Linked DNA regions of Rattus norvegicus: region 1 is linked to region 2. The links are chromatin contacts, called in public Hi-C maps. All regions are on one chromosome and are shown on one strand. Each heading gives the region's core, a stretch centred on a gene start, on an enhancer-like site or on the middle of the called end of the contact. The rest is flanking DNA. Distances are from core to core; before and after follow the strand shown. Region 1 overlaps Kiaa1614 (KIAA1614 homolog). Region 2 holds the start of Mr1 (major histocompatibility complex, class I-related).

Region 1 (4,422 bases), core at 161-2,660, 78 kb after region 2:
GCACACCCGGGTGCCTAGCAAGAGTCAGCAGGTCCTGCTCATGGAGATGGGACTGCACAGGCATCCAAAGCATTCAGCACTAAGCTTGTGCTTATCTTACAATGCAAACTTAACTAGCACTCAGAAGCCTCCGCTGGAGGCTCAGGAGCTTAAGACCAGCCAGAGAGACACAAGGAGATCCTGTCCAAAGGGGAGGGGCTGGGCACGTGGCTCTCTGGTAGCACACTTAAGACACACCCTAGAGCAGAATGCTTTCAGCTGGGAATAGGGTGAGCTAGGTAACGTGATAGCTCCGGGATAGCGCCAGGAGCTTATAACTGGGAGCAGAGAGGCTTTGACCCAGAAGGTATGCGGACAGAGGAGGAGCTGGCCCAGAGAGAGGCTGGAAGCTAGAGCTCACTAGCTGAAAAAAACAGGACAGGTGCCCAGGCAAAAGAAAGACAGCACCAGAGAAGGCATGGGATACAGGAAAAGGCATGGGGACACGGGAGGAGGCATGGGGACACAGGAGAAGGCATGGGACATGGGAGGAGGCATGGGACATGGGAGGAGGCATGGGACATGGGAGGGAGCATGAGACACGGGAGAAGGTGTTGTATGTGCTGGTTAGGGGTGAAGGCTCAGGCATTTGTGCTTCTGGGAGAGACTGGTTTTTCTCTTAGCTTGATTTTTCCCCAGTTTTTGCAAGTTTCTGTGCCATCCTTCCTGCATGTTTTAGCCTTTTTTAACCAGGCTGCTCTCTGCCTTCAGCCACTCAGCTTAAACTACAGCAAGACCTTGGAGACCCAGGAGACATTGTCGTTTGCCTTGAGGGGCTTATGGAGAAACTCCTGTGATAAGAAATGCAAAGGCCACAGCTCACAGCTCCACACCTGAGAGGTCTAACGGGAGTTCCCAGAGGCACGAGGTCATGCTGTGCTGTCTTCATTCCCAGCCCACCCTCGCTTCTCCAGTCAGCTGACACTCACCACACAGGACTTCCACTCCTAGACACTGCCCTGAGTGAAATCAGTCCATGGACTGCCATTCACCCTGCGTTCTCTCCCCTCCTCGGCCTTTGAAATGAAAGATTCCAATGCCTTAGACTAGCAGCTCTCACCCTGAGGGTGGAGGCCCCTCTGAGGGTTGAACAACCTTTTCACAGGGGTCGCATATCAGATATCCTGCATATTTTCACACTGACAGTTACACTGTGATTTGTAACACTAGCAAAATTAGTTACAAAGTAGCAACAAAAATAATTTTATGGTTGGGAGTGGACACAAAATGAGGAACTGTATTAAAGGGTCGCAGCATTAGGAGGGAGTAGAGAACAGAGTAGCTCCGAGCATGGAGCAGGCTTGTGGAAGCCTGGTAGAGGAGAGTGTGCTGAGGTGATTTGCTAGGCCTGGCATGCAGAAGGAGAGATGTTTAGTGCCTTGTGTTCACTGAACCTGAACTGGGTCCACTAGGTACTGAGACAGTCCTGGGGGCAGAGACATCATATTCCAGTGAGGGGAGAGAGGTGTGGAGGAATGAAGCACTGTGTGAGAAGGCAAACAGCAGAAGCCCCTCAGCCTGAGGGCTGTGGTGACTTCTAAAGGAGGCACACCTTGAATACCAAGGAAGGAACTGATAGATGTCATCAGGCAGAGACAGTAGAGGCAGTCAGGTGCAGATTCAGTCAGACTATGTGATCTGACTGCAGAAGGGCAAAGGGGTCTATTCAACAGAGGCCGAGAGTGTTCTGGGAGACTGAGGAGAGGTAAAAGCAGCAGATGGCAGGTCCCCTCACAACACTGGTGGTCTCAACTCTGTTCTGACCATGATAAATGACCAGGTTTGTGCATCCTCAGAAAACCCACTATGGAGGCCACCCGGAGAAAGACCAGAACAAAGAGGCCAGTCAAGGCTTGCTGTGACATTAGAGATCGTAATTGTTGGGGTTGGAAAGATGGCTGGGCAGTTAAGAGCACTGCCTGCTCTTCCAGAGGACCCAGGTTCAATACCCAGTACCCACACAATAGCTCATAACTGTTCATAATCCAGTCCTGAGGGGATCTGATGCCCTCTTCTGGCTTCTGTGGGTACCAGGCAGCACAAGATGCACAGACATATATGAAGGCAAAACACACAGAGAAAATAAATCAGAAAGAAAGGAAGGGAAGGAGGAAAGAAGGAAGGAAACAGGAAACAAAGAGAAAAAAGAAAGCGCATTTGGACTTAAGAGTCACTGTGGCCAAGGAGTAAAGAATGACCAGGGCATGAGCTCTGCAGGAAACAGGCAAATTTAAGGGAGAGAGAGAGAGGACAGTAGGTGGTGGGTGGGAAAACAGAACTAGGGGGAACTCATATACGGTAAGCACAAGCCCTGTGAGCCAATTGTGAGGACACTAGGGGCTCCCCACTGCTGTGACCTGGACGTGCCTCCCCTTCATTCCGTAAGACCGCACCACTGGGGCCACACCCTATCGTCCAGGGCCCCAGGACTCACCAGATGCTGTAATGATGGGGCTCTTTTCACCGCGCTGGTCTGCGGAGCCAGTGCTGAGGGCTGCAGCTGTTCCACACTGAAGCTTCTGGATGTGCCAAGTCTGGGCCGGGGCGTGTGGCCCAGGGCTGAGAGAAGCTTTTTGAGCCCCAGGGTGGAGGTAATACTACCCCTCCTTTTCTTGTTCCCTTCAGAATGAGCAACTGAGGGTGGCTTATGCCCTGCACTGGCCTCAAGAGATGCTCTGAAACACAAGGAGGAGAGGGAGGGCATGAGGTGGTTGGAGAAAGCTTCAAGCAAGGCAAGAGCTGCCGGCATCCTGAATCCTAGGGTTCCACAAGCCCCAAATGGACCAGTACCTCCCTCAGGGAGGACCTAACAATCAGGCTGTAGCAGGGAGAGCCACGCAGACTCTGCCAGGTGCTCTGTGAAAGTAGCTTTGGGAAGAACAGTCTGGGATAGCCCCTGTCATAGCACGCAGGCGTGGGGAGAATCATCCAGGTTAGCCCCGGCCATGGGCTGTCATAATTCATTCACTCCTCTCCTTCATAGAAGCTTAACAACAGACCACATGAAGAAGAGAAGCCATTCGCAGTGATGTGTGGGGTAAAGCAGGGTGTGACTAGGTTCTTGTTTTTAATAGTTTCCAGGGAAGATCTCTTTGGCAGGAAACCATCTTTATACCAAGGGTCAACGACTGGAAAGGATCAGGCCATTAAGCCTGAAGTGAGAAATGCAGGTACACGGGACAGCGGCGGCCTCTGTCTGGGCAGACTCAGGTTTGATATGACAGCAATGACAGCAGCCAGGTATCGAGCAAAGCAGGATGAGGTGCTGTGAGGCCAGGCGGGCAGGCAAGTCCCACCACACCAACCAAGCACTGTCAGCCTCGGAAATGAAGGAGAGGGGAGACTACTGTGGGGCTTTAAGTGGGACAATGATACCATGTAATTGGGTTTTAAAGAAAATATTCCCTCGTGCACCTAAGAAGTGAGGCAGCTTAGACCAGAGGTAGAGAGAGAGGCTGGGGGCTGGAGAGGACTACTGGTGGGTAATGGGGTAAAAGCAGGAGGAGGCGGATTCAGGGTCTAAGCTGTGGGGACAGCAGCATGGCTGCTGGGAAGGGGGTATGGGAAAAGCAACTATGGAGTTTTTATTGAGGGGACAGCTAGATACTTGGGAGAGATGTCCAGGAGAAACTGGCCAGACGGACCTGGCATTCTGGCAACCATCCACCCATGTCTGTGTGTGCCATGTGGTCGCAGGGTACAATCTGGAGCTGGGGAAGCCCTTACAAGGGCCAGGTTTACCTAAACTTTGAACTTGGTCCAAGGAGGTCCTAAGGCAAGGCCTCAGATAGTTAGGCCCCAGCTGATGCATAGAATGGGATCCGTTTGCATCCTCGGAGCACCTGGAGGGCTGTGGTTCTCGGCCATATCAATAGTAGCTGGGGCTCAAGGGTGGGCAGATTCCTCAGTGCCTCAGTGAGGTCCATCAGATAAGAGGAATGGAAAAGGTGGGGTGGGGAGTAGGAAGTGCCTGGCATGTACACCTGAAGACCTGAGTTCAGAGCCCCAGTACCCATTTAAAAGCCAAGCCATGGCGGAGCATGTCTATAACCCCCGTCTGGGACAGAGACAAGTGGATCTGGCGTTCAAACACAAGGTGCAGAGCAATGTAGTAAGGTCCTAATGTTAACATCTGGTCTGTATACATACTTACACCTATGTGTCCCCAGATACTGGACCCGCTCCCCATGAACATATATCAACAACAACAACAACAACAACAACAACAACAACAACACACACACACACACACACACACACACACACACACACACACTAGGAAGGGTGGTTTAGGGTACCAGGATGTGGTCTAGGGACCCTTCAGAACTTGGAAGAGGAAGGTCAGTGATGCAACTGCTGCAGGTGGTACACCCCCGTCCAGCA
Region 2 (4,428 bases), core at 355-2,854:
GGGAAAACAACCCACATTGCAGAGAACTACAGAGAGCTACTGCCAGAGACTCCTTGAAAGAAGGAGGGGGCAAGAAAAGCAAACTTCAGTCTCTCCTTTCTCCATGTTCTTGTCTCTTCTCCCAGCATTTCCTACCAAGTGAACCAGGACAGAAGCTAGGACTGGGTGATGCGGTCTGTAGCTATCCGCCTCCGGAACACAAAGCAACACAGCAGGAACACGTCTGAGGGGTCAGAGGAAAACAACCAGCAAAGAGCAGCACCCCACTCTATAACAGCCCACAAATTATCTACATACAGGGTACTCAGAAGTCCAGTGGTAGGTATCACAGAAACAACTGGACTAAAGGCAGAAATGTTGCACTTTTGATCACTATGCCAGAAGGTTCTGCAATCTCCTTAAGCCAAAGAAACATCTAACCTCATCTTTGTTTGTTGGTTTCTTTGTTTCTTTTTCTTTTCTTTTTTTCTTTTTTGAAGCAGGCTCTCATGCCACTCAAACTGGCCTCAAACTCACCATCCCCTCCCCCCTTTAGAGTAGCTAGGATTGTAAGTTTGCATCACCATATCCATATCCAGTTGTTATATTCCTCCAGTCAGCTGGCACGTAGCAAGCTATCAATCAATACTTGTAGGATTAACACACAGACGATTTGAAAGAGTTCCTTCCTGGCATGAGCATTAGTCAGCAGCTTGGGCGGCCTGGTCTAAGTTCTGTAATTCTTCTGTGAACCTAGAGACCCACTAACGTTTAGAAGCACTAACGGCTTGCCAGCAGTTGCTTAGAGAAGTAGCGAAGTCTGGTACTTTGTGTCACACCGACTCTCCTGTGTTTGTGGCAACACAGGGCTCCGGATTCCCTAGAGACACAAGCTCCCTAAACTACAATGAACTTGGAGGATTTTTAAAAAATGTTTGTTTATTTTAATTATTATTTATTTTTACGTACTTTGGTGTTTTGACTGCATGTGTGTCTATGTTAGGATGCAGGATCCCCTGGAATTGGAGTTGCAGACAGTTGCGAACTGCCATGTGGGTGACCTCTGGAAGAACAGCCAGAGCTCTTAACCGCTGAGCCATCTCTCCAGTCCCAGAACTTTTGTTTTTAATCAATGAATATTTCCTACACCTAGAAAACAAGCTCGGAGGCGTGGCTTTATCTTTCTTGCGTCTTTTGTTACAGGTAGTCCTTGTCCTGAGGAGGGAAAAATATCTATGGACCTGAAGAATGGACAGACTGCACTGTTCAACTCCCCTGAAACTCACTACAGTCCCTAGTATAAGGCTCATTGTTAGAAAAGAGGAGAAACAGAAGGAAAAGTAAGGGTATAGCAGAAGAGTGGGGAGACAGCTCTCAGGGGGAAGTCTTTCTGGACAGGCTAGCATCCATGCACACACGTCTGGGCAGCAGGCCAACTGGTACATCACCCTTCAAATCTTGGGTCCAAAGGACCTGTGGATTTGCCCCTGGCTTTTTCATAGCTTGCACCACAAGTTTAGGAAGCGAACCCCTCGATGCACTTGGAAGCAAAGAGTACATGGGATACTTACGGGTATGGCTTTGCTTCGCCAAAAATACTGTGAGGAACGGTAGCAGGAACATCATCAACCCCCACTGAAGTCCTTTTCTTCCCATTTTTTTTTTTTAAACTTCAGATAGTGACAGGCCCCTGATGAATCTTTTGTGAGAACCTGTACTCACTCTACCGGTTTACTAGAAAATTTGGTAACTGAGCAATGAGGGCGGGGCGGGGACGCATTCTCCAATAAGAACTGGGAAAAATATCTTGTGTCACTAGTTGCTAGGGAGAATAGAGACCTACAAAATGAAAGCAATAAACTTTAACTCCTTGTTGGTTTCAGGCACGGCTTGCTTCTTTCCACCCAGTTCCCAACTGTTGCTCAATTACTTGAAAGGTATAGGGAAGCAAAGATTAATAACACAGATAATTTATTGCCTTTGGTTCTTTCTTGGAGTTTAGATTTTTAACTAAGGGACAAAGAAAATCGCACCGAGTTCCAAGATTTGGAACTCCCCGCTCAGTATGATTTTCCCATCCATCCGTCTCGGATAGCACGTACCATTTAGATTGTCCTGTAATATTTTACTTATGTCTGTCTTCCCTGTACTTTTGTTTACCTAGAACAATAGGTCCCAAACATCCCCACTGAATAGGGAGAAGAAAAGTCCTGTGGGAGATGCTGAAGGGTTACCACTCATCTTTCAAGGAAAGCAATCTCCAAGAGCAAGCTATGGTCACATTGTTGTTAGAAGCACATGACGAGTTAGGAAACAGCAGCTAAGGCTGTTCAGGGAGCTAGGGAACAGGTTTAAACAGGAAAGAGGAAGTACAGCCGAATAGAGAGAAGAATGAAGACAAGGCAGGGAGGCAGGCAAGCATCCTTTGGCTGGGGTTCAGGGACCGAGGTTTGATCCCAGCTCTTTGACACGGGGCAGAATCTCTACCATGGTCGGGCATCTTCCACTTGAAAAGAAATCTACCATGTATTTATTCCACAGGACTGTTGAAAGACTCGGTGAGGTTGTTTATGCACAAAGAGGGGCTAGGAGAATCAAACATCCTGTTTTTCTTCAGTGGTGAGGGGAGTGATGGCCCACTCGGAAGCTCAGAGCCTGTAACTACAGCACACTTTCTATGACAGAAGAGACTTTGCAGGTTCTGTTGGTTTAAAGACGGAGAGATGGAGAGATGATCCTGGACCATCTGCCAGAACCAATATAACCACGAGGGTCCCCATTACAGGAAGGCAGAGGGTCAGAATCTGAGAAGGAACTGTGAGAGCAGATGCATTGCTGAAATGGGGGTGAGCCAAGGAGTGTGGGTGGCTCCCGACCCTGGAATGAGAAGGTTACAGGCCCTACCCCAGAACCTCTAGAAAGAATGCATGTATCAAAACTTGTTTGGTTTTTGTTGTTGTTGTTGTTGTTTTGTTGTTGATGTTTTGTTTTGTTGTTGGTGGTTTTTGTTTTGTTTTGCTTTGTTTTTCCCACATAAGGCCTGTCTTCAGAACTTCCGCCTCCTAAATTATTGGAGAGGAAATGTATATTGCTTGCAGCCACCTAATTTTTATGAGAATGGACAACTTTTAGGCATGTCTTCCTTTCCCCACAAAGACTCAAAGAAGTTACCTGATGACCACTCCTCAGAGGCTTGTATCTGTTTCCCTTTCCTTCCTCTTTTGCTTTATTCCCTTGGTTATTCATCTAGCAAATACAGGCACCCGTGTGCCCCTCCCAGACACCCCTGTTACTGCTCAATGATGCTTGCCTTCCACACCAATTTATTTTCCCTTTGGTTTTTTTTTCTGTTAATAGCTTGTCCCCCCAAATGCATACTGTACTGTTGTTAAAAAGGAAGCATGAAGGGGTTGGGGATTTAGCTCAGTGGTAGAGCGCTTGCCTAGCGAGCGCAAGGCCCTGGGTTTGGTCCCCAGCTCTGAAAAAGAAGAAAAAAAAAAAAAAAAGGGAAGCATGAAAAGAGTACATAGCTTAAAATTACTTTATCTAATTGCAAATTAGTGAAGGCTGGGAAGGCAGCTAACACCATTCCTGACATATTTTAGTATATGTTTCTTTGGTGATTTTGTTGTGGATATGCCTGTAGGTATATGCATGTGAGGTTCTCTCTCTCTCTCTCTCTCTCTCTCTCTCTTTTAAAAAGGGGTTTCATGTTCTAATCCTATTTTGTAAATTATTTCTCAAATTTACATTTGCCAAAAGAGATATACATATTAATGGTATAACTTTACAAGTACTTATATTTTTCCCTTTTTTAATTTTTGAGATTATACGTTGATGGCATCATTTCTCCCTTCCCTTTACTCTCCAAACTCTCGCATATACCCCTCCCTGCCCTCTTTCAAATTCATGGCCTTTTTATTTTTAAAAACTAATTGTTATCAGATATATAGATGTAGATATAGATTCCTAAATATAACTTGTTCAATCGATATACTGTTACCCGTATGTATGTTTTCAGGGCTGTTTGGCAGTGGATAACTAACTTGTGTGTCCTCTCCTGGGGAAGGCTGCCTTTCCCAGTCCAGGTTGCCTATGCTTCTTTGTGTAAGGTTGAGACTTCATGCTCTTTTCTCTACCAAGTTTGACAAGTTCATTGGTGTTATCTTGTTCAGCTCACATTTGGGCATTGGTATGAATGACAATAGCTCCATAGGGTCATATGTTTGTATGCTGAGTTCCCAGTTTGTGAACTGTTTCAGAAGGGCTAGAAGGATTAGAAGGTGTGGCCTTGTTGGAGGAAGTGTGTCATCACTGGGAGGTGTGCTTTGAGGTTTCAAAGGTTCTCACCTAACTCAGTGTTGTTCTCTCTGCCTGCTGCCTGTGGATCAGGCTGTAAATCTCTCAGTTACTGATCCAGTGCCATGCCTGTCTGTTTCCTACTGTGGT

Evidence for each region. Hi-C and Micro-C count contacts between places; a contact is called where the count stands out from the background.
Region 1: a Hi-C map of kidney shows a contact between it and region 2, with 3 times the contacts expected there. The contact joins the enhancer-like site here to the promoter of Mr1 in region 2. A contact is called at or near these places in 6 of 12 Hi-C or Micro-C datasets (the Rat2 cell line, frontal cortex, hepatocytes and 2 more).

The regions. Positions count from the first base shown.
Region 1 is chr13:69,944,946-69,949,367 of GRCr8, forward strand. It overlaps Kiaa1614 (KIAA1614 homolog), which reads right to left. Exons shown (of 10, transcript NM_001427644.1): 7 at 2,474-2,714. Among named protein-coding and RNA genes, the nearest start is that of Kiaa1614, 24 kb to the right of the region's middle. Within about 2 kb of position 1,411, at least 8 of the 93 cell types and tissues checked have an H3K27ac peak or open chromatin away from gene starts, as enhancers often do. A contact at or near this core is called in kidney, where this site is marked.
Region 2 is chr13:69,866,562-69,870,989 of GRCr8, forward strand. Mr1 (major histocompatibility complex, class I-related) reads right to left here and starts at 1,605. Exons shown (of 6, transcript NM_001100635.1): 1 at 1,551-1,605. The coding sequence starts at 1,605.